7 separate regions of the Mus musculus genome follow, and all the other regions are linked to region 5. The links are chromatin contacts, called in public HiChIP or PLAC-seq and promoter capture Hi-C maps. All regions are on one chromosome and are shown on one strand. Each heading gives the region's core, a stretch centred on a gene start, on an enhancer-like site or on the middle of the called end of the contact. The rest is flanking DNA. Distances are from core to core; before and after follow the strand shown. Region 1 overlaps Bckdhb (branched chain ketoacid dehydrogenase E1, beta polypeptide). Region 2 holds the start of Cyb5r4 (cytochrome b5 reductase 4). Region 3 holds the start of Ttk (Ttk protein kinase). Region 4 has its middle 4.5 kb from the start of Gm2109. Region 5 holds the start of Tent5a (terminal nucleotidyltransferase 5A). Region 6 overlaps Bckdhb (branched chain ketoacid dehydrogenase E1, beta polypeptide). Region 7 holds the start of Bckdhb (branched chain ketoacid dehydrogenase E1, beta polypeptide).

The links. Promoter capture Hi-C pulls out the DNA fragments that hold promoters and counts their contacts. HiChIP or PLAC-seq counts read pairs in DNA pulled down with a chosen protein or histone mark. Capture Hi-C pulls out chosen DNA fragments and counts their contacts.
Region 1: a contact with region 5 is called in an H3K4me3 HiChIP or PLAC-seq map of embryonic limb bud, with 14 times the contacts expected there. The contact joins the enhancer-like site here to the promoter of Tent5a in region 5. A contact is called at or near these places in 14 of 39 promoter capture datasets (the 3T3-L1 cell line, 3T3-L1-derived adipocytes, the C10 cell line and 9 more), 1 of 15 datasets of contacts at CTCF or cohesin (large pre-B cells), 7 of 115 datasets of contacts at active chromatin or transcription factors (VIP interneurons, embryonic forebrain, embryonic limb bud and 3 more) and 1 of 9 other capture datasets (embryonic stem cells).
Region 2: a promoter capture Hi-C map of erythroid cells shows a contact between it and region 5, with 43 times the contacts expected there. The contact joins the promoter of Cyb5r4 here to the promoter of Tent5a in region 5. A contact is called at or near these places in 3 of 39 promoter capture datasets (erythroid cells, liver and pre-B cells) and 1 of 9 other capture datasets (liver).
Region 3: a contact with region 5 is called in a promoter capture Hi-C map of liver, with 7 times the contacts expected there. The contact joins the promoter of Ttk here to the promoter of Tent5a in region 5. A contact is called at or near these places in 7 of 39 promoter capture datasets (cranial neural crest, embryonic stem cells, erythroid cells and 4 more), 5 of 484 Hi-C or Micro-C datasets (LSK cells, Sertoli cells, macrophages and 2 more), 11 of 115 datasets of contacts at active chromatin or transcription factors (astrocytes, bone marrow-derived macrophages, cardiomyocytes and 8 more) and 3 of 9 other capture datasets (adipose tissue, embryonic stem cells and liver).
Region 4: an H3K4me3 HiChIP or PLAC-seq map of forebrain shows a contact between it and region 5, with 7 times the contacts expected there. The contact joins the enhancer-like site here to the promoter of Tent5a in region 5. A contact is called at or near these places in 3 of 39 promoter capture datasets (the 3T3-L1 cell line, embryonic stem cells and pre-B cells) and 3 of 115 datasets of contacts at active chromatin or transcription factors (astrocytes, forebrain and stem cell-derived neural progenitor cells).
Region 6: a promoter capture Hi-C map of hippocampal neurons shows a contact between it and region 5, with 7 times the contacts expected there. The contact joins the enhancer-like site here to the promoter of Tent5a in region 5. A contact is called at or near these places in 11 of 39 promoter capture datasets (the 3T3-L1 cell line, the C10 cell line, the HPC-7 cell line and 8 more), 3 of 15 datasets of contacts at CTCF or cohesin (embryonic stem cells, large pre-B cells and stem cell-derived epiblast-like cells), 25 of 484 Hi-C or Micro-C datasets (the AtT-20 cell line, the N1E-115 cell line, adipose-derived mesenchymal stem cells and 14 more), 16 of 115 datasets of contacts at active chromatin or transcription factors (acute myeloid leukemia, astrocytes, craniofacial prominence and 11 more) and 1 of 9 other capture datasets (embryonic stem cells).
Region 7: a contact with region 5 is called in a promoter capture Hi-C map of adipose tissue, with 8 times the contacts expected there. The contact joins the promoter of Bckdhb here to the promoter of Tent5a in region 5. A contact is called at or near these places in 17 of 39 promoter capture datasets (the 3T3-L1 cell line, 3T3-L1-derived adipocytes, the C10 cell line and 12 more), 5 of 484 Hi-C or Micro-C datasets (CD8 T cells, hematopoietic stem and progenitor cells, nephron progenitors and 2 more), 11 of 115 datasets of contacts at active chromatin or transcription factors (astrocytes, cardiomyocytes, embryonic midbrain and 4 more) and 3 of 9 other capture datasets (adipose tissue, liver and macrophages).

Annotation. Positions count from the first base shown.
Region 1 is chr9:84,070,704-84,074,096 of GRCm38.p6, reverse strand. The region is part of intron 9 of Bckdhb (branched chain ketoacid dehydrogenase E1, beta polypeptide); the gene reads right to left. Among named protein-coding and RNA genes, the nearest start is that of Gm46124, 48 kb to the right of the region's middle. Within about 2 kb of position 1,371, at least 10 of the 459 cell types and tissues checked have an H3K27ac peak or open chromatin away from gene starts, as enhancers often do. A contact at or near this core is called in second pharyngeal arch cranial neural crest, where this site is marked.
Region 2 is chr9:87,020,296-87,023,794 of GRCm38.p6, reverse strand. It overlaps Cyb5r4 (cytochrome b5 reductase 4), which reads right to left and starts at 1,766. Exons shown (of 16, transcript NM_024195.2): 1 at 1,542-1,766. The coding sequence starts at 1,616. It overlaps Ripply2 (ripply transcriptional repressor 2), which reads right to left. Exons shown (of 4, transcript NM_001037907.2): 4 at 3,354-3,499.
Region 3 is chr9:83,833,436-83,837,117 of GRCm38.p6, reverse strand. It overlaps Ttk (Ttk protein kinase), which reads right to left and starts at 2,429. Exons shown (of 22, transcript NM_009445.2): 1 at 2,359-2,429; 2 at 1,194-1,347. The coding sequence starts at 1,329.
Region 4 is chr9:83,685,291-83,688,605 of GRCm38.p6, reverse strand. No RefSeq gene overlaps it. Among named protein-coding and RNA genes, the nearest start is that of Gm2109, 4.5 kb to the left of the region's middle. Within about 2 kb of position 1,620, at least 64 of the 459 cell types and tissues checked have an H3K27ac peak or open chromatin away from gene starts, as enhancers often do. A contact at or near this core is called in forebrain and stem cell-derived neural progenitor cells, where this site is marked.
Region 5 is chr9:85,324,956-85,328,621 of GRCm38.p6, reverse strand. Tent5a (terminal nucleotidyltransferase 5A) reads left to right here and starts at 1,472. Exons shown (of 3, transcript NM_001160379.1): 1 at 1,472-1,579; 2 at 1,817-2,363; 3 at 3,389-3,666. The coding sequence starts at 1,854.
Region 6 is chr9:84,108,783-84,112,549 of GRCm38.p6, reverse strand. The region is part of intron 9 of Bckdhb (branched chain ketoacid dehydrogenase E1, beta polypeptide); the gene reads right to left. Among named protein-coding and RNA genes, the nearest start is that of Gm26146, 78 kb to the left of the region's middle. Within about 2 kb of position 2,274, at least 52 of the 459 cell types and tissues checked have an H3K27ac peak or open chromatin away from gene starts, as enhancers often do. A contact at or near this core is called in beige adipocytes, cerebellum, cerebral cortex and 5 more, where this site is marked.
Region 7 is chr9:83,923,668-83,926,951 of GRCm38.p6, reverse strand. It overlaps Bckdhb (branched chain ketoacid dehydrogenase E1, beta polypeptide), which reads right to left and starts at 1,815. Exons shown (of 11, transcript NM_001305935.1): 1 at 1,593-1,815. The coding sequence starts at 1,782. Gm36278 (a long non-coding RNA gene) reads left to right here and starts at 1,947. Exons shown (of 4, transcript XR_379675.2): 1 at 1,947-2,122.

The DNA.
Region 1 (3,393 bases), core at 122-2,621, 1.3 Mb after region 5:
GCAGCACAAGCCGGAACCATTGGGATGCGACCACTGTCTGTGGCCACAGATGCTGCTCACCAAAAGTACTTAACAGGCTTCAGGGCAAAACTGCTCTTTACAAAGCCCAGGTCACAGACACTGTATGCTGACCAGCTCTCAAGAGGCTCTGGTTCCCACGCTTTAGCAAAAAAGGCACATTTCCCCTGACTGTTTGCTTCTGCTTCATCTGCTGCTAGCAAATGATATGTTGCTAATAAACACTTTTTAAATTAAGATAAAGTATATCTTATACAAAGTATTATATATAGAGAGAGTCTCTCTCTATATATGTATATATATATAGAGAGAGAGAGAGAGAGAAATAGGTATTACAGGTAAAAACTCAGTATCATTTAGGATCTGTCTTTTTTTCATAACATGACATGCTTAAAAACACTATTTATAAATTCGGTAGCAGCGGGTTTATAAAGAAACAAATCTCCAAATCAGCTTCTCTAACACAAAGCAGTCAGAAAAGCAGTCTTCCTTCTGTTGAACACTGTAACTTTCCTTCTGCACAGGGATTCACGCAGGCGCTATCCAAACCCTCTCCAACCATCAGAACCCGATTGATCGCCTTACGAACTCTGTGTATGTGGGTGCGACCTCTCAGTTCCTATTCTCAGCTACAGGACCGCACAGCAAGGATAGAACAATGGTATGGAAAGTTACCCTCCTCTCCAATTGGCCTCTCTAGTGCAGAGTTATTGCTTCCATGTGTTGAAAAAAGAAAGAAGACGAAGGAAAAAAAAAAAAAAAGAAAGAAAGAAAAAGAAACCTTTAAGTCAACCACAATCCCTAAAACTTTTGGCGCTCTTATTGAGTATTGAATCCAGAAGGGGGATTAAAAAAAAAACTTTTTTTTTTTAATTATCACACCATTATATCAGAGATCAGAGTCAGAGACTTATCATTATGGGACTGTGCCGGAAGCTAATAATGAAGACTGGTTTCTAAAATGTCCACAGGAATCACGTTATGTTTCTAAAGCTGTGAAATACCTAAACTGGTCGGTCTTAACATTTAAATATGTAATTACTGAGTTGGAGACCAGATCCTCAAATCTACAGCACAAATTAATTTGGGAGAAGTTAAAATGGAGGCAACTTCTTGAGCAGTGGACATAAAATCTGTGGCTGCAAAGCTGAGGAGCACAAACACCACAACATAAAACTTGTTTTCTAGAAACCATGAAATCTACCATCTTTGCTTTTTTTTTTGGTTTGTTTTTTTTCACACACCAGGGTTCAAATTTAACCCTTCAAGTCCTCAGGACTTCAGGATTCATCATGTGTCAAATGAGGGGGGAGGGCAAAAGAGTCCGCGCATCCCAAAGTAGGAACAGATGGGAACGTAAAGTTAGCTGGGGAGAGACAGCGGCGCGCTGGAGGAAGGACCAGAGCATCCCTCCCAAGGGTATCAGGCCTCAGCTTGTTCTGCCTCCCTCTTAACTTCTAAATTAAATCCAATGTTCTCAATTAAATGTTTTCCTTTCATTCTTATCAGCATTCTTTAAAACACAGAAATCTTAGAAGGCACTATTAATAAATCTGAATGATTTCTATATACTGAACATAGGGTAGTCATTTCTCTGGTGAATTTAGCATTATTTCACAGTAAGACTATTTATAACGATGTTAATAATAATATATGAGGCTTTGTGAGGAAGAAGCAACAGCTCTGAAGGAATTGGAGATATGGACTGTAAAACATCTTGTCTGATGAGAAGGGACATCTGCAGTAAATTAAAGTTAAACAAATAAATTATGACTATATTTTGTATTCATTCGTCTATATTTTATTTCTATAAGTAAAAATAATCTTTCTATAGTAATGCTAACAATGCCATATTGTCAAGTTGTCCTTCCGTCAGAGATTTAACTTTTTTAGCAAAGTTGATGCTTCTATCTAGTGATATCAATTATAAAACTTGAAAAGCTATTTGGTAGGTGATAAATTCTCTCCTTTTTAAAATTTTGACTATGGATAATAGGTTGAAATATAAATAAAACAGTTTTAGGTTTTCAAGAGTTTTCAGATTTTTTTTTTAATTTAAAAACAGTAGTCTTACTATTTATTGATTATTTTCCTAAGCATTTTTTAAAAAATTAACCATGGATTTCTATAAACCTGCTACGAATGCTCTACATAATAACATGTGGGGTGCAACATTTTTATTTGAAATTTCAAAGAAAACTTAAGATTCTTCGATACAATGAGAAGCAGATATTTTAGCAAGGAGTGATCAAATTCAGGGTCCACCCTCATTTACAGTTTCAAGCTTCTTTCTCCCAAAGAGAATGAAAAGTTTTCCCTCGGACACTTCCTTTCTCTGCAGCTCGGAAGGCTGACTTTCAATACCATAACCTGGTTTCATCTTTGCTAACCTTACAAGGTCCAAACATCAAAAAGAAATGTAGAAGTATGAATCACTCCAAGTGGTGAAAGCAGCTGAAACTCACTTCAGTGACACCAATTCAAGCAGCCCGTGGCACCAGTAACCTGATCCAGGTTTCACTGACAGGAGGCTGTGAGTGCCCACCTCCTGTAGCTGCACCCGTGAAAAACAACTGCTAAAACCACATCAGCTTGTTCTTAAACATATTACTAAAAAGGACAAAGCCCATATCTGTAACTTCCTTCATCAATCAGTAAAAGCAGTAAGAGGCAAATATACTCTCTGGTAAGACCTATTTAAATTCATTTTCTGCATTCTGTGTCTAGACAAATAAAACGAATTAAGATGAAACAAAGTTCTAATTAGATGCAAATCCCCTACAAATTTTACAGCATTACCTAATTCACCTTGTAGTTCACTCATTGAATGATTTCTTTATAGAAACACGCAATTTTATAATGAATTCAAAATTTCTATGTTCCTCTTGGGGCTGCTGGACTCTCAGAAATGATTGTGTATGTACTCTTTGAGCACTGACTCAAAATTCCTGGACTAGTTCAAGATCTCTCTCGTCTTTATAAATCTATCAGTCACAGCAGTTTAGTAGCAAATATGCGTCTGGTAAAAAGAGGCTATGTTTCAGGTGCTTGCGAACACCTAAGGAGCCACAGTCAAGCTCTGAGTGTCAAGGTGTGGCACAAGCTGCCTTGCCTTGGTGCATCCGAGTTATGGTATAAGTATGATTACACAGTGGGCAATCTCTCTGTCAACTCTTACCACCATAAATCATCTCACAGCTTCAGGACCTAACTGTGACACACTCTTGTGATTTCTGGCGCTGGCAAGCTGCAATGGCAGTGTTTAAACTCTTAACCCAGTGTTTCTGAAATGAGGATTTGCTAATGTATTCCTGTGGCTGCAGAGTCATTTTTCCATAAACATGAGTCCACATACTATTCAAACTCAAGAGACAC
Region 2 (3,499 bases), core at 517-3,016, 1.7 Mb before region 5:
AATAAACACTGAACAGCTATTGCATAAGGAATCTGTCTCTGTGTAAGATTCAAATTGGTGAGATTTGAATAAAGGGCGTAAGGTAAGGAATATCTGCTGAGTGCGTAGCAATGCTGTGCTATGGAAAAGTCTCATCTCAGGCCTATGAACAAGACAACAACAACAACAACTGGTCACGCGTACATACACCTGAGCCAGAATGTGACTGCGATGAAGTAGTGGGTCTTGGAAAGACATCTCTTTCCTACTCCAAAGTTCTAGACTTTTAACAATTTAACAATCAGCCTATCTGGCTGAGTTCCATTTTTGAAAACTTTATCTGACTGTTTCATTGTTTTATGCAGTCCTAACTCTGCCTCTCAAGGGTTCGAGATTGTCTCATTTCATAACAAAGAAATTAATCCTACCTGAGGGTCCTATTAAATTACACAAAGATCTTACTTTGCCCTCTTTGGGGACAACAAAACTTACTTCTGCTATCGCATCTAAGGAACTTGCTGTCTTTGCCTAGAAGTTTTCTCCTTTAAATGAATGCTGAGAACATAGCCATTTTAATGAAGAAAGTCAGTTACTGACGTTCTCATTCTACAAAGGGCAACCTTAGACTATGGAGCCAAGCACTTAGCTTAAAGAGAGAGCAAGATACCCAGTTGATGGCTGGTGAGCAGAGGCGCACACACAGCAATGAAGGAAATGTCATAATCACAAGCTTACGTGACTGATAGCAGACTTTCATCAACCTATTTCTTTTTACCAAGAATGAAGATAGTAAACGTCCCTAGCTTCAGGGTAACTGTGAAGATTCAATGGGCAAAGGAAAAGGACTCCAGATACACATGGCCATCAGTGAGCCCACAAAACATCTTAGTGCTATGTATGATTAAAGCTGGGGACAGACATTTCTGAAAAATAAATGAAAACCTCAATTCCTTTTCTGATCTAAGGGCAAAACCTCAGATCTAAGTGGAGAAGAATGGAAAGTCTCAAAGTCATATAAAATAAAACTCGAGAAAGGAATCGAGTAGCCCAAGAAGACAGAAGTCTCAAAAGAAAATACCAAGATGTGGTTACAGAATAAGGAACTAGCAAAATAACATAAGAGCATTCGCCTTGCAATGAATACACTACACAATTTGTACTGAATTTTGCAACTATATATCTGTATTTCCACCTGCTGCTGACAGTAACCATATTCAACAAATAGACAAGAGCATGGTACCAGATTCAAAATCAACCAGGGGTGTCTACAGATGAGGCAGTGCTGGAACCACTGGCTACCGTATACACAGAGGAGTGCGACTTGAAGAGGTGGCACTAAATCTGACGGCAGGTTTGCAGACTCCAATCATCCCTAGCCACCGCCACTGCTCAGCCTGGATCTTTGACCGTAAAGAACAAAAGACTGGAGAGGACAGCTTGAGACAGAAATGCAACCATGCCGGAAGCGGGGTGCCGAGTGGACTTACCGCGGCCAACTTCAGCAGCTCAAACACACTTAGGGCGTTTGAGTTAGTAGTCGAACGAACGGCGTCGCCACTTACCTTGCTGCGCCCCTGGGAGGAGACGCGCTGCTGGGAGCCGGGGGCCGGGAAAGCCTGGGAAGGGACGTTCAGCATCCTGGGCCCCCGGCTCGGGCCGCATCCGGGCTCCGCCACCGGACAGGCTGCCCTGGTGGGACCCCAGCGCCCACCACCGTCCGTGCGGGCTCCTTGGCCCGGCCGAGGCCAAGCCCCCGACCCACTTCCGGGGTCGCCAGGGGTCAGGCGCGTCGTGACGCAATCACGCTCACGAGAGGCGGGGCGGGGGCGGAGTCAGAGGAAAGGCTCACTCACTCTGTGAGCCCGGTCGCCCGGCTTGGGAAGGGGTGGCTGTGCGGGGGTTGGGGGCAGGGCAGCGCATGCTCAGTTACTCTTTGGTCCTAAACTTCAGCACCACAAGGAAATGACAGCTTTCTGCTGAAAGATCAGAGAGTGAAGCTGTTCCCCAGCCCTGGTGCTGATAGAGGCCGAGGGTTATTTCTGGTAGAACAAGAAGACCAGTGCCTGTCTCTTGATAAACAACAATTGAAATATGAAAGAAAACAACACTATCAAAACGTTCAGACTGCTGAATAGTTCTCTCCTGTAAAATACTAAGCTCTAGGAAAGAGGACTTCACAGTTTCATGAGCTAAGAAGCCGAACTCAAGCAGCCTCTGCTGTGGGTTAAGAAACGTCACGTTTGGGGAACCAGTCTGGAAAACGAGTAAAAGACGTTTCCAGACGACGTTTCCAGAAGACCTTCTCTATCCATACACTCACACATTCTTCCTCCTCCCATAACTCTTCACTTTCCCTGAAATCTACAAGTAGCTCACTCCTAAATAGAGTGATTTGGTTTTGGTGTCATCCTTGTATTTAATGGCCTATGCACGCTACTTTTTATTAAAGGAACATTTTGTCTGTATAGGCTTGGGTTTCTGTAAGAAATAAATGGCTATATCTAAACCATATACTGTATATATTAATAGGCATGTAACAAAAGACAGGCCACCTTATACTATCCTGATTTGTTAACAAGAGAAATTCCTAACACTGTGGGTCCATGTTAGTGATACATTGGCTTTTTCTTTTTGCTAGGAAAATACACAGATCCACAGGGTGGAATCCAATAGAAAGAGAACATTTTCCCAAAGAGTAGTTCTAAATAACCCATCCCATTCTCTGTGGGGTTCTAATTTTTTCTGATTCTGGACACATCATTTACTCCAGCTATGTAGTTTCCAGAGTCCCTGGGAGTCAAAGTTGTGATAATGTGGTTTAATATTATGAGAGAGTCTGTGGATATGCTTAGTCATTCAAGCACGGGACATTTCTTAGCTAGCTAATTACCTCTCATCTCCACCTCTACCCATTTTTATTCTGGAATACTGCAGGAAAATATTTTTGGTATATTGTCAGACAAGCATTGAACTTGCAGTTCTCCTGCCTCATCCTCACAAGTAGCTCAGATTATAGATTAATAAAATATGTTTGTTTGCACCTGAACTGCTGAGCAGGTGATTATATAAAAACTAAAAGGACTTCATGAGCATAATCTACTGTGTCACCCTAACCATGCAAGTCCATCGTCCATCTCATTAAAGTATGGAATAAGTTTTCTTCTGTGATGCCTATGTAAGAAAAATCAGTCACTGAGGATTTATTTTACTCCCCAGAAGAAGATGTTTATATGAGAATATTGTGAGCGGGAAACTAAAGCAAAAGGAAAGTGGATAATGTTGAATTTTATGTCTTCCAAATCTTAGCTTTATCCAGGACAAAAGAAAAGAGAGCAACTTCATGTTCTCACCGTTTTTAGACTCTGTACAAATCATTCAAATTTAAACCTTTTTTTTTTAATTATAGGAATCCTTCAACATATACAGAAAGTACTGAACACCAGATTAAAGACAACAGGAGAATATCAGAGTGAGAGTCACACTACTCCATACTTAATTACAGTCCTTAAGATTTAAGTGA
Region 3 (3,682 bases), core at 1,180-3,679, 1.5 Mb after region 5:
CTGTGGGGCTTTTCGCTCATTCGGTATTCAACAACTTCATATCGGGCGCCAACCCAAGCACTGGCTATAACAGACAGGTAGCTGACCTCATGGAAAGGACATTCTAGTCATTTCCACTTCTTGGACAGATCAAGAACAGATACACAAATGCAGGAAGTGAACCGGGGCTGTGCAAACAATACAGGAAAAGAAGATGGGAGACACACCCCCATCTCAGGAGGTAACTTTCTCAAACAAGTTTATCAGGGAAGGCCATGAAGAGACGTTTACAAAGACCAGAGAGGTGAAAATGAACACCTATTTGGGACTCACAGACCTGTAGCCAGAACAGAGGTAAGACAGCTACAAGACTAATAGGCAGATACTTCACTTCAGTGTTCCGTGTTAAGATTAAATATAACTTCAGAGGACTGGAGAGGGGTCTCAGCAGTGTGGGGCACTTTTATGCTCTTGCAGAGGACCCAGGTTCCATTCTCAGCGCCTACATGATGGCTCACAACCATCCATAGCTCCAGTTCCAGGGGAATTCCTGTGCTCTCTTCTGACCTCCAAGGAGAGCAAGCATGAAAGTGGTACATATATAAACACACAGAGATAAAACATTCACACGCAAAATAAAAAGAATACGTGAGTACAAGAAATTAACTTCAGGAAGATTGGTGAGGCTTCCTCAGTTTGTGGCAAAAACAGTCAAAACCAAAAACCCTGTGTGTGTGTGTGTGTGTGTGTGTGTGTGTGTGTGTGTGTGTGTGTACGCGCGCGCTCACAGCAGCAGGCAAAGTAGCCAACAAAGGTAGCAGGCAGTAACAAAAGAGTTGAGAGAACTACCTGTGAGCACACTCAAGAAGGATTCTTTTTTGTTGTTTTGAGCTTTTGAGATAGGGTCTTACTATGTTTTCCACACTGGCTACAAACTTGAGAGCTTTCTGCCTCAGATTCCCAAGTTTGGTGTATCTATCTGCCTGCCTGTTTCCCTCCAGCAAAAAACACTTGTAATGTTTCCAAACAAAAGAAGTTAAAGTATGAAGTACAATTTAACGGATAACCATCACTTACTGAGAAAAACAGAAACAACTTCATTAGGCCACACAAGGTGGTTAACACTGCTCACCTTCAACTCGGAGGCTCTCAACGGTTTTTTTTTTTTTTTTTTTAGGTTTTTGTTTGCTTTTTTAAGCAAAGAAAAAACTCACCCGTGTGATCGGCACAGATTTTAGACAAGCTTAGCTCATCAGTACAGTCTTCATTTATCTTATTTTTAATATCTCTCATTTTGCTCATGATGGAATCAATCGTCACACTGCTGCCAATTAACTCTTCAGCCTCCATTTCTAAATTGTAACTCGTCTTTGGAATAAATAAGATAGAACATTAGTTTTGTAAACATATCTATCTAAATGTAACTGTTATGAGGTAAGTGTTAGTGGCAACTAAATCAAACCAGAGCAACAAAACCCACAAGGACATAGCTTGTAATTTACCAGAACAAAGTTTCAACGAACCAAAAACATCTATTCTTCCCAGTATGAAACAGCATTGAGGTTACACTGTGTGAACCTGGAAGATAATGCTCTCATGACGCTTTTGTGTTTTGAGTAAGGGTGTTAAGTAGCCTAGGATGGCCTTGCTCTCTCTGATTCTGCAGCTTATCTCCTTACATCTCCCAAGCACTAGCTGTACATAGATACACCACCACGTCCAGCTGACGCCTTTGAAAACTTCATTTCACTGAATGTCTTTCTTTCACCTACGGAACGTAAGGAATCCGTTTGGTAATGACAATAAGTTGTCCCTTTGGTCGCCTACCCTGCCAGAGTAAATATTGACATTGCGCGCATTCTGCATCCTTCTACAGATAAGCGACTTTCAGAAGTTTGTCCCAGACAAAGCCCTGATTTGTGCTTTTATCCTTCTAATGCAAGCATCGAGGTACTTGTCACAGTACTGGAGCCCAGGCGCTCCGGTTATCTGCATGAATGTGTTGGTTAATAGCCCACAGTCTGCAGGCTTTCTGTCACTCTGTCTGCCATTCTCCACAACGCAGTAACTAAAGCTCAGAGCCACCGCGGAGTGTTAACAATAAAAATGGGCCCAAAGGAGGGGAGCAAGGGGTTCCCCACCTCCTCCCAGCTCACAGCCACCCACGGGGGCAGGTCTTGAGAGTTACACAATCAGTCCTGACCCGCACGGCGCACCCGCTTCTGGGCCCTGCTCCCCCACCAGCAGCCCAGGACCTACAGGCCGTACCCGCCCGCCTGGCCGGGGGCTCAAGCGCCAGCTCGCTCGCCGCCACCCTCGTCACCCAGCAGCCTCCCGCCGGCCGCAGCCTCTCTGCCATGCCCGCTCTGATGCACCCACCTCTGAAAGCCAAGCTGCAGCCCAAACAGCAGCACCCCAACCCCTCTCCGGAAACACGTTTGAAATTTCCCCGCTGCCTTCCCCGCTACCTCTCATTGGTTACGGCTCGCCACGTGGAAGCGTGGGCCGTGATTGGCTCCTTGCGTCGCACCGCCCCTCCTGCGTTGAGGCCGGACCCACCCACTTCAAGCGGCCCGGGGAGTTACCCGCAGCTGCCGACGCGCTCGCCGTGCTGACCTGCGCCTGTACGGTCAGGGGTCAGGGTCTTTTTCTTTGGTGCTCTCCCGCTGGACCTTGCACTACCCTCCAGGGAGCCCTGGCCTCGCCTTCAACCCAAGACCCGCCCTTCTCTTTGTTAGAATTCTGGTCCCCTCCCTGTCGGGACATCCTGGCTGAGCTCCTTTCTCCGAACCATTCCCCCCCCCCGCCCCCATCCCCGTGATGCTGTCTCAGTTATGAGCTCAGCTGCTCTTAGGAGAAACGCTTCTCTAGGCTTTCTCAATGGTACCCAGCTCCCCTAGCAGACTGTGTGGTCCAGGGGAACGGTTTCATGGGCGAGAAATGGCGCAGATGCTGTGTTTTTGCTCTGGTTTACTCTTGATAGTTTTGCTTTGTGTAAGAAGCTACAGCAGTAGCCAGATCTCTCATCTTCATTCAGTAAGTGATGCCCTCTGTCACAAATTGCTGATACCCAAATCTGTGGATATTCCAAGTCTTTAAATAAAGAGGCATTGTACACACAACCTATGCTCTATTCCTGTATACATTTATTTTCTTTTGGTGGGGGAGGGGAGCTAGTTTGTTTTTGTTTTCGAGGCAGAATCTCACTGTGTGTGTATTCACTGCTGCCACAGAACTGACTCCCTTTGCAGAACAGGCTGGGGTTAAAGGCATGTGATTTAAATCTCCCAGCGTCCTGAATACTTTAAAATTTATCGTCTATGCATCATTTGTAATACCCAGTTGAATACAGAAGTGATACAAATAGATGTTATATAGTGTTACTTAAGAAATATTGACAAGTTGTTCAATAGAGACACAGGAAAAACATATTTTTTTCTCATCTACAGTTGAGTAAATCCATGAATGTAGAACCTATAGACACAGAAGGTTTAATGCAAAGTTAGTCTTTAAAGTATTTTTGGTCAAGCATAAAAGCTGAAAAGCAAACCTTAAAAAGATCAGACTATCTTCATGAAATTTAACTGTAGACTAGAACACAGCTCAGTAATATTTATAGAAATACAAGAAAACTCAACAGGGTTGTCGTTACACTCTTATGTAATTGAAAAAAAAATCACCAGACTTTGAAAACAAGAAAATG
Region 4 (3,315 bases), core at 371-2,870, 1.6 Mb after region 5:
CCTGAGCCCTGTCTCCAGCCCTGAGCCCTGTCTCCAGCCCTGAGCCCTGTCTCCAGCCCTGAGCCCTGTCTCCAGCCCTGAGCCCTGTCTCCAGCCCTGAGCCCTGTCTCCAGCCCTGAGCCCTGTCTCCAGCCCTGAGCCCTGTCTCCAGCCCTGAGCCCTGTCTCCGGCCCTGAGCCCTGTCTCCGGCTCTGAGCCCTGTCTCCGGCTCTGAGCCCTGTCTCCAGCCCTGAGCCCTGTCTCCGGCTCTGAGCCCTGTCTCCAGCTCTGAGCCCTGTCTCCAGCCCTGAGTCCTGTCTCCAGCCCTGAGCCCTGTCTCCAGCCCTGAGCCCTGTCTCCAGCCCTGAGCCCTGTCTCCAGCCCTGAGCCCTGTCTCCAGCCCTGAGCCCTGTCTCAGCCCTGAGCCCTGTCTCCAGCCCTAGGTTCTGTCTCTGGCTCTGAGCCCTGTCTCCAGCCCTAGGTCCTGTCTCTGGCTCTGAGCCTTGTCTCCAGCCCTGAGCCTTGTCTCTGGCCCTGAGCCCTCTCCCCAACGCTGTTGTTTATATGAATACGTGTGACATAGCTGACATTTTGTTTTCGTCACTTGACTTTTTCTCACAGGAATTCTGTTAGCTGGAAACAGCTGTGAGTTGAGAATCATTTTCCTGTTTTTCTACAAGTGCAAAGATTTCTGGTAGTATTCAGGCCACTGCTCAAGGGTGTTCAGTAGCATGCAGACTGCGTTCCTACACTTGCTAGCCCAGATACACTGTTCTGAGTAAATAGAAGAAAACATGGAGGAGGATAGGTGAAAAAAATTACCAAGACCTTTGGAGTGAAAATGGTCCCACACAGTATGCAGCGCCCAGTGACTTAGACAGCGTCATAGCATTGTGTCCTTAGAGTTGGGCACCGAGAGTGTTGGGAGGCAGGAAAGTGACAAGGATTTCCTTGTCTCTAGGGGTTACAGTTCTCTCCAGGACTGCTTGGCTCATCGTCTCCTCTTCTTTTCTGGATGGCAGCTAGTTACTGTTCCTGGGACTCAGGCTCAGTCCAGGTGGCACCAAGCCTCTGGCAGGGCTAGGCAGGCTTCAGGGACCACAGGGACCCCAGCAGCACTTCCCTAGGGGAAAGGGACGTCTCTTCCCAGACATCTGCTTTCGCTCTACGGTTTTGGTGCTTAACCTGTTTCTGGGACAAGCCTATCCTCGACTTATGTAAGCTCAGGTATGAAGGACTCTGTCCTACCTTAATAAGCACTGGAAAAGAAACCTGGCTCTCAAATCTCCAAGAGACCCTCTACGGCAGTGATTCTCAGCCTGTGGGTCATGACCCCCCTTGCTAGTTGAAAGACCCCTTTTCATACCTTCGCTCTGAGGGAACTTTTCAACAGGGGTTAGATGTACATCCTCTATATCAGATATTTACATTAGGATTTATAACAGTTGCAAAACTACAGTTATAAAGAAGCAATGAAATAGTTTTATGCTTGGAGGGTCACCACAACTGTGTTGAAGGCATTAAGGAAGGTTGAAAACCACTGCTCTGCTCTGCAGGATCTCTATGGCAGTGCATACAACCGGGACACTTGGCGCCTGTCATTCCAAACTGCCGTGCAGCATCGGGACAGGCACTGTCTTCTTCCCCCTGGACACAAGGAGAAGCCCTAGAGCGTCTCCTGGGAAGGCTTGCCACAGCAACCCTTCAACTCAGGCCATCCTTACGGCAGGAAGCCAAAATGACAGGAAGCACCCCCCCCCCCAGCCCCCGTTGCCAAGAGCCCGTTAAATCTTTGACCTAGATTCTGCGAATATTCAAGGAGAAAGCAGGGACACAAACGCTGGCTGCGGCTCACTTCAGTGAGTCCTCATTCCTCTTCCCATTTCATTTTAGCTGCGTTTGTTTGAGCAGCAGGTGAAGCGCCTTTCAAAAGACCGTCATCTCCGAGGGAAGTCATCTGTTTTACATTAATTGTCCATTAGTCTCCAAGCCTCCATCCATTACCATCCTCAGCCACTCATTACGGATATTGTGCCCGGGTCCCGCTGTCAGCTTTTCAATGCAGGGCTGTTTTCCTGCATCTGACTTAATTGCTCTAAGTGCCTGTTTCTCTGAGCGTACCAATTAATGTGGGCTTTCTTCTTGCGCTAGCTTGGACAGAAATGCCAAGGTGAGGATATTTCGGCTGCTATTTACTCTAAATTATTAGACTTTGCCTCCTTAAGCCCCTGCAGTGAATATTTTGCATCTATATCTTTGTATTTGTCTGACAGACTTCTAGAAACAATACGTTTTGAACAGACCTAGTTTTCGATGGTTAAAAAGGCACAGCAGATTTATAGTCCACCCACGTTATTGGGATGAGGGGTTTACGTTCCCTCTGCTCCTGATTAGTTTAAACATGTAATTTTTAAGTGCATGTAGCACTCAACACAACAGCTTGGATGAAATTGGCATTGTAGATAGGGGGAAAAAAATGAAGCTTTCATCTTTAAAATTACAGCTGCCAGGGCAGCCGCACAATACTTTAATTGCTATATCTCCCCAGCTATGACTGATCATCTTCCTCCACCCTTGTGCCTGCGTTTCTGAAAAAAAAAATATATATATATATAAAATGGAAGAGGATTACATGTAAAAAATCATTAAGATAAGGAATTGTCATGTTCCTAGAAAGTCTTGGTAGACAGGGAGCCAAGTGAAATTACTAGTTTGACAGGATGCTTTATAGAATAAACAAGAAAAACAGTAATTTTAGTTGGTAAATCTTAAAATTTGTATCATATTACATATGCCAGTAGTGAACTTCGGATTCTTTTCTCAACACTAAAGGTACTCAATTAATATAAATTCCTTTCATGATAATGTCTCCATAAAATCAGGCATCAATAGTAGCTGCTGACATTAATTGAGTTTGTTATGGTTTTAAAATATTAGCCAGAGTTTGCTTCCACCTTATAAGTGAATTAGTTAATAAACGGCCTTGTTACTATGTGGCAAGTATTGACGATTTGCTTGATTTAGTTTTCTAGTGATTACTCCTTTTTTTTTTCTAATGAGTACATCATACTAACTAGAGCAAATGCATCCAGACTGCCTTGTTATAAGATATATTAAAATAATAATAATAAATAAAGACACAGTTTTGGGGGTCTTTATTTCTTGATGATTATTTGGAAAATATTCACTTTATGGCAAACCATAAAGAAAATTATTTAAAACAGAAACGAGCGGCTGCACTGGGAAACATTTAACACAGGTGAGCTCTGCCTCTCAGGTGCTCCCTAACTCACTCCCGCCCTGTCTGGGTCCAGTCCTGAACTCCACATTAAACGG
Region 5 (3,666 bases), core at 223-2,722:
CTAGTTTCTCCATTTTGTGGACTCACAGCTCCACGGGGCACCAGCAGGGGGCGGCGTTGTCACGCAGCTAGATTTGCGTGGGCGACACCCCTGCATCCCATCCCTCAACTCAGGTTGGGCTTCTAGACCAGGGCTCCCTAAATTCAGAGGCTGATTCTCTGAAGTTGTCTAGGGTCATGGGGGTAATGGCTGTTCATCTCAGGGCCTCTCCTCTCTACCCTGACTGCCTCGTTCGGCTCACAGCCTCTACCTGGATCAAGGACTGCAAAGCATTACTTTGAACGGAGGCAGCAGCGGGGCGGCGGAGGAAGTGGACAAGCGAAAGCAGGGAGCTTTCTAGCAAACAGTGCGGTGCCAGAGCGCAGAGATAACCTTTTCCAACCCTTAAGCACTCCACTGGCGACTGAAGCTGGAGGGGGAGAAACTTCTCGTCTTTTAAATTTGCCCTTAATGGCCGGTAAGAAGCCAGAGCCTACTTTGATCATTGACGTTTTATCCGCTTAAGAACTGAGAACCTTAGAGGCTGCGAGGAACGCGCTTCTCCCAAGTCTGAGCCGAAGGACCGCCACCCTGGCGGCCGCTTTTCGTGCACTGCTGGGGTTGCGCTCCGAGACCCCGCGGGTTGGCCGCGAGCCCGCGGAGCTGTGTGATAGGAGACGCGCGCCTGCCCAGCTCGCGGGCAGCAGCTGGACGCGCACTCAGGCTGGCTGGCTGGTACCGGACTCCCCACCCCACCCCCACCCCCCCACCAGCACTTCTCGAGGTTTCGAGAATCGAAACTCAGTTCTCAGCAAACCCTCCCCCTCCCTCACAGAGACTGACGTGCGTGACCAGTTGCCTCTGGAGACCACACTTGGCCCAGGGTCCAGAGTGGAATCGGCGGTCTAGCCACAAACGGACACTGTTGAGGGAACCTCCAGGAGACCCAGTTACGCGGCAATGACGCGCTCCACCCGGCCAGAAGGCTAGGCTTGGGAAGTTTCTATAGTTGCGTGATTTTTAACCCTGATCCGGTTTTGATGGCCATCTATCACATTTGAGGCAAAGTGTCTCCTCTTTAGGGGTGTGTGTGTGCGCGCGCGCGTGTGTGGACGTGCAGAAATGGATAAATCTACACGTAGGAGCCACAGGCATCTGTCTGTGCTCATAGCCAGGGGCTGCGCACCCTGGCCTAGCTCCAGCAGCTCTGAGCTCCGGCGACTGTCCACCCAGCGCTGGGGGCGGTGCTCTATGCAAATGAGAGGGTGTGGCGAGCGCTGCGCGCTGGGGCCCCGGAAGCGCGGAGAAGCCCGGTATAAAAAAAGTACTGAAGACATTTCCCCCCGCACAACTGCTAAAGCTCCAGAGACGCGAGTGTGCGCGGTGGCATCGGCGGCGTCGAGAGCCGCCACCTCCGAGACCACCGCAGCGGGGGCGCGGGCGGGGCGCGGGCAAGGGGCGGGAACGCTCAGGGCGCGGCGGGGGTCGGCGCGGAGAAGTCGCGGGCCGCTGCCGGGAGCGCACTCGCAGCTCCTGCGAAGTGTGTCCGCCTCGCGGTTCCTCGCTCGCCTGCGCTCCTAGAAGGGGCGGCCGCCTCCAGGTGACACAGACGGGACTCTCGCTTGTGCTTTCCAGATGCATCAGAGATACTTTTGGTGCGGGGCTGCTCTGCGGGGCGCGGCGCGCGGCTGGGCATTGGGGTCGGTGAGGGTTGGGGGAGGAGGGCTACTATGGGCGTCACGATCGGGGAGGGGAAGCCCAGGCCCCTCGGCGGGACCCCTGTCCCCTCACCCGCACACCTCTCTGCCGCTCCCCTAAATCCACTCTTTCCTCTTAGGACTGACCAAGGCCAAGTGGCTTTCGGAGGGCACTACATGGCCGAGGGCGAAGGGTACTTTGCCATGGCAGAGGACGAGCTGACCGGCGGCCCTTACATCCCCCTGGGTGGTGACTTCGGCGGCGGCGGCAGCAGCTTCGGCGACCGCTGCTCGGACTATTGCGAAAGCCCCACGGCGCACTGCAATGTGCTGAACTGGGAGCAAGTGCAGCGGTTGGACGGCATTCTGAGCGAGACCATCCCGATCCACGGGCGCGGCAACTTCCCCACGCTCGAGCTGCAGCCAAGCCTGATTGTGAAGGTGGTGAGGAGGCGCCTGGAAGAGAAGGGCATAGGTGTCCGCGACGTGCGCCTCAACGGCTCAGCCGCCAGTCACGTCCTGCACCAGGACAGTGGCCTAGGCTACAAGGACCTGGACCTCATCTTCTGCGCTGACCTGCGTGGGGAAGAGGAGTTTCAGACTGTGAAGGACGTCGTTCTGGATTGCCTGTTAGACTTCTTGCCCGAAGGGGTGAACAAGGAGAAGATCACACCGCTCACTCTCAAGGTAAAGCCACCTGATGGGCTTGGGCAGAGCAGGGGTGGGGAGAAAGCAAGCCCAGCTTGCCTTGACTGCCGTCAGTATGGCCATAGTGAGTTCGTTTATTTATTTTTTTATTATTTTTTTTTCACGAGCGCACTAATGCGCGTGAGTGGTGTGGAGTGTTTTAGTTTCCTGGGAGATCCAGCGCCACAACTCTGTGCTTCCTCCTCTGCGTTTCCTTCTCTTCCTTCTCTCTATGGTTTAACTCTTGACTTTCCTTGCTGGACTCTTGTCCAGAGTATAACGTGATTGGTGGAAGGATGGAATGATGTAAATAATTTTTTTGAGTCATCTTGTAATCTAGACTTTGGGAAAAATAGCAGCCTGAAGCAGAACTGAGTCAATGGTTTTTATTATATTGGAAAATGTGAATCGATCCATACTCCACTGACTTCGGCGTTTAAGATATTTGATGCTTTTCCCTGTTAATTCACAGAGTCGAGGGTGTAATAGTGTGCCCCTCCCCTTCGGTTTAGGTGGCGTTTTGTATAATTAATTAAAGTTGTCTGAAGGCAATTTAGTTCCTCTTTGGCTGTAACTGTAGAGTGTCGCTGGAGGGACACACTCGACTGATAAGATTGATTGCCTAAGGGGGAGGAGAACGGGGTGGTTGGAGACCAGGCTGAGAGAGGCCAACTCACGACACTGTCTGTCTCTCTGTGGATACTGGGTGAATATTGTGCCCATTAGACCATCTTCAAAAAATAACATTTGAACTCAGACATGACAATAGAACGTCTTAGTATGCTGCTGTGTCTGCCAAAAGCCTCAAACTATTACTTCTAGTCTCTTTCCCAGACGGCAAAACTACTCGTTAAATGTATTTTTTCCCCTGTTTTCCGAAGACCGTTTAAGCTCGTAGGTAGTGTTTTGCTGAAACTTAACAAAACAAACAGGAAGGAGCAAAATAATTCTCAGCAAAGCAGCTGAGACACATTTATTGTTCCTTTACCAGCTTTGTTCATTTCCTTGTTTCTTTTACATCGTAGGAGGCTTATGTGCAGAAAATGGTTAAAGTGTGCAATGATTCTGACCGGTGGAGCCTTATATCCCTGTCAAACAACAGTGGCAAAAATGTGGAGCTGAAGTTTGTGGATTCCCTGCGGAGGCAGTTTGAATTCAGTGTAGATTCTTTTCAAATCAAATTAGACTCTCTTCTCCTCTTTTACGAGTGTTCAGAGAACCCGATGACTGAGACATTTCACCCCACCATCATCGGTGAGAGTGTCTATGGTGATTTCCACGAAGCCTTTGATCACCTTTGCAA
Region 6 (3,767 bases), core at 1,025-3,524, 1.2 Mb after region 5:
GAGCATGTATACACAGAAGCTGATAAGTACTAACCTAGCCTAGACAGTAACTAAACAGATACTCCTTTTTGATAATGCACTAGCATTAACTATCTATATGATCTGCCTTGATCCTTTTAACATCTCTGTGGTGGTGACAAGTGAGACAGTGAGTCTGGGATGGCTCCATCCTCACACAGGTACACACACATTGCTGTCCACCTAAACCTGGGGAGGGGGGAGGTTTCACTTGACGCAGGTGCATCATGAAAGACTAGAGTCTCTCGTACTCAAAGGCTCTTTGCTTGGACCAAGGCGATTCTGTAGTTAGTGCTACTGCTGCACCTGGCAACAGGAGCCATTTGTTTCTTTCAAGGCGAACTGAGATTTTGTCCTTTTTAACTCTCACAAGCAGCAGCAGGACTGGAGTCTGTACTGAGGAAGAAGGCTCAGACAGTGGGGACTGGGCAGCCTTCTTTAATCAGAATCACAGCAAGTGGGTGTGCAGACTCGACGATTTTCTTTTTTTTAAAGATGCTTTCTGAAGCGATGTGCATGGTGTGCACGGGAGGGATTTGTTTTAAGTTAACTCTGAGCAGCTTGCTTTGGTGGGAAGTACGTGACTGTGAGATCACACTTGTCTCCAGCTCGCAGCCATCGACGTAAGTTGGATGGTTTCTATAGTGAGTTTCAAATCACAAAGCACTTCAGAAGAAAAGGAAACCGGCCCCCTTTCATTTATTTATTTTTTTTTTATTTATGAGATAGTCCAGATGAATTTATCTAAGTTTTTTGGTTAAAATATTACAACTTTTTGAAAGGCTGGCAAAATACTTTAAATATGCATAGTTTGCAAGTCTTAGCCTGGCTTTGCCTTAAATTGGGGAATAGAACTTAACCTCCTCACAGTAAATGTTTTATAGTTGTTCTCCACACTTGACTGACTTTTTTTTTTTTTAGGACTCTACCACTAGAGAATAATATCTCTAAAGTATTTAAATTAATGGTTTTTGAGAATTAAATTAAGTCATCTTTTTTTTTTAAACAATCAAAACAACAGGCAATAGAGCAAGACACTGAAATTACAATCTCAAATTCAGTGTAAACTAAAGTGTAGCACAGGGTCCCTGTCTCAGAGCATAGACACCAACCCCAGTCCATGCTGATGCGAAAGGCCCCCGCAGCTGACACTGGGTCCTTCTTAAGGAGCTGTGGGCTCCCCTTAGCAGTAGGAAGCGAGCTGAACATGTATGTAAGTCCCAGCAAGTGGTCCTTGCCATGTACAGACAGAGCTGCACGGAGCAAACAAATCCTAGCTGTCTGGGGCAGACATTCCAGCCACTCCTGGAAAAGTTTCACTTTTAAAAGCACACATGTCTGCTTCTGTCTCTGTCTCTCTCTGTGTCTGCACATACATAGATATGTGCACACATGCCTAAGTGCATATATGTACACACGTGTGCATATATGAATCAGAGTTTCCAATGCATCCAAATCTCATCATTTTCGATTCCCAGCCTCCAAAAGGAGCAAGCTTACTTTTGACATAACGAATCACCAACCCGCAAGGATGTTCCCTAGGCTCCCTCCAAGGCTAATTACGTAGCAAATCTAATTAAGCTCATATGATTCATCTCAGCAGCAGGTACTTCAGTTACTTCGGCACTGCCAAAAGGGGTCTGAAGTGTGTGTTCTCCCTCCAAAATAATCACGCTGCACGCCAAACTGATAACCGTTAAACACAGCTGCAGAGCAAATGTGCAGTCCCGGTGTGGTAAATGCGGTGTTCGCACATCAATCTGCCCGCCACACAATTGCTGGTTCAGAACTACCGACTGTGCACATATAGCACAGCTATAGAATACTCTGTACATTAGTGCCTGTCCTCTGCTTCACTAGTGGCCTTGGACAGACAGGAGGGTTCCCTGATCTTGAGAAACACACACTGAAGGTCTGGAAAACCCCAAACCTCAAACACTGAAATGCTTCTTGCTAGACTGCTTTGCTTAAGTTCAACAGCTCATGTGAGTAAGAGCACAGAGAATTCTGTGCATTTGAGAGTACATTCGCTAACCTCATTCTTAAAAAATCACAGAAAGTCATCAACCCAAACTAATTGCTTTTAATTGCAGTTCTTAAGAATACTAACCAAAGCTATGACAAACCAGCACTGCAGAAATTAAACTTTATTTCAGTAATGCGAGTAATTTCTGCAGAAGGAAACCCTTTGCAGAGGGGCGCTCCAGCTCAGTGGGTTTTGGGTTGTTTAAGGACAGGATCGAATTCCCTCCAGAGATTGTGAGATCACCATGGCAACCACCCTTCCCCAAGATACGAAAGAACCAGTGATCTAGAAACATGCTTGTCCTTCTGTAGTGGTAACAATATGACCTAGTTTTAGGGACAAAATCTACCTGGTTTTGTGCAAAGCAAACAACATGTTCACTGGTTGAATCACCACCATAGAATATAGCTTTGTTAATGAATGCAAAAATACTGAGATTAGCCATGGTGCTACAGTGTCTAAACAAAGCAAAAGTTGTGACTTCAGTTATTTAAGATGTTACATAAGGAGTAGCTAAGCATGTAGGCCCGGGCTGAGGAAAATGGCCAGTAGAGAGCAAAGGGTGTGTCAGGCCTGAAGCTGGTCAGAGGAGACACCATATGTTCCTCACAGCTCTTGGAGTTTCTCAAAAGGGGAACATATTTCAATAGTTATTTGAACTATATGTTGTCATTTCGAGCCATCTCATTCTTGATCTGAGGTATAATACAGAATTGTGAGTTAAATATCTGTGCTTAGGTTGTGTTTGGTTTTTGTTTGGTTTTGTCTTTACTGGCTTGGCTATCAGTTGTTGTCTAGGTGCTGGCTCAGTTGAAGTGTGCAAAACTAACTAACAGTGCAGAATATCATACTCCGTCTCACAAGCCCTTTGTATTAGTGACACTCAGATTAACCAGAACTGCCTCACCTTGAGACATTAAAGGGCTTAGTTACCACACACACACACACACACACACACACACACACACAATTTAGAAAGTAGGCCTGGGATATTTTCACTCCTTAGTAATGCCTAAACACCCTCTCCTTCATGGAATAGATGCTGCACTGTTGCAACAGCAACCCTGCCTCCTGAGTAACTTTCCTAGTTTCCCCAAGCCAAGAACAGATGTACAAACACATACCTTCCAAAGAAAGTAAGGAAAGAGAAAAGGAAGGGAAGGAAAGAAGAAGAGGAAGAGGAAGGGAATTCGAATAGGGAAAGAAAGGGAAAGAGGAGGGGAGGGGGAAGATATGGGGGAAGGGAGCAAGGGGAAATGAAAGGGAAGGGGAAGAGAAAGGGACCATATCGTTGCTTTCTTAAAAGCCCTTTTGATCTAATTTTGTTTCTTGCTTTCCTCTATCCTGCTATGGTCACATGGTGCACCTTCCAAATTCAGCATAAATGCCCTTCTCCAAGACACCGTCCAGTAACTTGATATTGATTTTTTTTAAAAAGAATACATCTATTTTTTTTCAATTATTATTACTCATATTCAACAAGCCTGCACTGTAAGATCCCTCTGTGTCCCTCCCTGTATGTACAGGAACATCTAAGGAGCATGGAAAAGGAAGGAAATTCCAAAGGAGGGGTGCAGAAGGAAAAGGGGGACAACCAGATGGCCACCAGATCAGCCACAACCAGAAGACAGCTACAAGTGGTTTTCATATTTTACACATCTATATCTTACACAATCCATTCGAGTGGCTATAGAGCTGTACGCTGTTCTCAAGGCTCCTGCGT
Region 7 (3,284 bases), core at 566-3,065, 1.4 Mb after region 5:
GGCAGGCGGATTTCTGAGTTCGAGGCCAGCCTGGTGAGTTCCAGGACAGCCAGGATTACACAGAGAAACCCTGTCTCTAAAAAAAAAAAAAAAAAAAAAAAAAAAGTCTCAGGGGATGGGGACAAAACCAAACTCAAGACCCTGACTCTCACTACTGAACTCTACAGATCAACAAAACTCTACAGCAGTACAGGAAGTTATTTTTCTAGTTGATGCAAATTGGACTTGTATTAAAACTACAACTGTGGAAAAGACAGAGCTCTGGAAGAATGAACCTCAAAAGGTTTAGCAGCATCCACCATGAGAGGTGCAATCATGTTGTCACTTTTTTCTAAACTCTGCCTTTTATCTGTAAGATGTTTGTACTGTTTCTATAGTAACAACCTAGAGCCATGACATCACTCGGATTTTAGTAATTTCACAACTGTGGAAAGGAGAATTCGGAAGACCTCTGCTCTATTTCTCCATTACCAGGCCAAAGTTTCTTTGCTGTGAAAACAGTACTGAAGGCTGAGAGGGAAAAACGAACTGCTGTTCATCTTTCTAGTCCTACTATTTCACAAAACTGGGAAACCCCGTCATTGAAATTATTTCTAAAGGCCTCTTTATTGCCTTCCGTGGAGTGGCAAGTCTGGAATCCTGCTTACTAGATTCTGACCATTGGCGCTATGTCTCATGAACTTATGTCCTGTGTACTGTTGAATAATCTGCTTCAAGGCTTCCGTTTATCTAACTGCAAAGCAAACATGAAAACATGACCTACCTCACATGAAATTAAATCTTGTCCTATGAACTAAATGAGATGAGGAATGTAAATTTCACCAATAGCAAGCTTTCGGTTAAATATTCCATTATTGTTCACAAGTAAAGATGGGCTTCCAAAAACTGCCAGCCCCAAGTTATTAGACAAAAAAAAAAAAAAAAACAGTGTAGGTTTTCCTTACTTTCTCCTGGTGCTCTGCAGTTAGACCTAGGATGGAGGGCGACTGCATAAAACTTACAGGAGAAACAGTCAGAGTGAGGCAAAGGTGGCAGGACAGGAGCCTGCCCCATTCCCTTCTGTTCGCTCTTCTCCACCATCTCTATGGAATACTGCTTGGCCAGGTGACAGCGGGGCCCAGCAGGAGCTCTGTATGAGGCTGAAATAGAAGTCTGGATTCTTTCCCATCTTTAGGCAGAACCTGTCTCGTGACCTTGAGAAAATCAAATTCTAGTATTTACTCCCTAGGTTTACATTTTCAAATGAAAATTAAAAGGCAAGTGTTTTACAGACAGTTGCCTCAAGTTAGTGACTCAGTCTAGGACAAGCTAACACCTAAGACCTGATATGGGGAAAGCATGGATAGAACTCAGGGGAAGGGGGCGGGGGAGCGCTCTTTGGACAACTCCTCTACACCCTCAGGCCCTAGCAGAAGGCAGAGTGCCCTCTCACCTATCTTGAAGTTCCAGGGGCTGCATCTGAAGGGAAGAATCACCAAGGACGAGTAACAGGAACGCAAACTGACCCGAACCAAGGAGGCTCTAGAGTAGAGTCTAGAGTCTAGGGCAAGGCAAGGATAGAGCCGGGATGCAGCAAGATCCCCAAATCTCACCATACTGCAGGGACTCTGGGTCCGGATGGAAAGTGAAGTGGGCCACCCGCCGCTTCTGGGCCGTGTCCTCGCCCCCGGGTTGCAGGAAGCCTTGCACCAGCGCAGCGCAGCGCAGTCCGCACCGCCGCCGCTCTGCTCCCGCAGCCCGGAGCCACAGCAGCCCACCCGCGCGCGCAGCCACCGCCGCCATCCCCAGTTCTCAGGCACCGCAGCCCACGCTGCCGGCAGGGAGGGAGGAGCTAAGACGCAGGCTTCCTCATTGGGCAGCCTCGAGGGGCGGGTCCGTGAAAGAGACCAATCGGAGACGGAAGTTCGGGGGCGGGGATGGAGACGCTATGACCTGGCGGCCCGCCCAGACGGAAGCCATACCAAGGCCCCTGCAGCCTGAGATGTGGTCCCTGGGTCCCACCCCAAAATCAGCTGCAGGACTTGGGGTGTCACAACGCGACTGCCTGTGTTCTTTCGCAGTGTCATTTTTGCGGTGCATTTTTCAGTAGCGTTTTCGTTTTAGGCTGTGTTTCTCATAGTCTGTAAGTGCAATATGGTCATTGCAAAGACAGGCGTTGGTTTCGAGTTTCCGAAAAAATCTAGAATTCGGGAAAGGCCTTCACTCTTATTTTGAAATAGTAAATATATTTAAATCTTTAAAATTGATTTTGCTTATCCTGATTTAGATCATATCAAAAAATAGTAAGTAGAGATTTCGGCCTTCAAATCCACTAGGAATTTAAAGTCGAGGTGCAGCAAAAATCACCTAATGGTCTTACTCTGTGTAACTTAGAAATATGCAAGTTGCCGGGCGGTGGTGGTGCACGCCTTTAATCCCAGCACTTGGGAGGCAGAGGCAGGCTGGTCTACAGAGTGAGTTCCAGGACAGCCAGGGCTACACAGAGAAACCCTGTCTCAAAAAACCAAAAAAAAAAAAAAAAGCAAGTTGAATGACTGATTTAAAGTCAAAATAATCAACTTTATAAATTTTATCTTAAAATATTTAAGTGTTTTATATATATCATATATATCACATACATATCAAATATGATATCGCATATATATCATATATATGATATGTGTGTGTGTATTTATTTATCTTCCTTAGCCATGAGTTGGAAGATAGCCATCAAAATAGAATACAACAGAGGCAAGAAAGTATGTCTAGATCTCGAGGAAGGATTCCAGAATGGAGAAAGTATTATGACAGACTGAGAGAACAGAGAGGAAGGAGCCAGGAAGAAACATTCCTCCTGTAGTATTTGTGACCTCTTAACAGATGTTAGGTTTAGCTAAGAAGCACGGGGTAAGAGTAGAAATGGAATTCTACGTATTCAGAAATGCACACAAAGGAGACAGCTTAGACAGTGGCATTCAAATGTGGTAAGAGACTTAGAACAGCATGAAGAGAAACAAGCTCTTGAAGGTCAAAATGCTTCCAGAGGTAAGGCTGACCTGCACCCAGAGGATTAGAGGTTGCCAAAGCAGAGCACAGAGAACCATAGTCTTCCACAACAGGTGAGGTGGGTGCAAAGGCTCATTGTCGTGAAAGAATGAAGTGTCTTCCAGGGCAAGGAAAGAAATGTCTTGTTCCTATGCTGAGAGCCTCTGCCTGCCCCCATCCCCAGCTGCATTGAACTTCGTTTGGGAAACTCTCTTTTCAGGGAGTCAGGCTATCTTTAAATGCCTCTGGGAAGTGCAAAA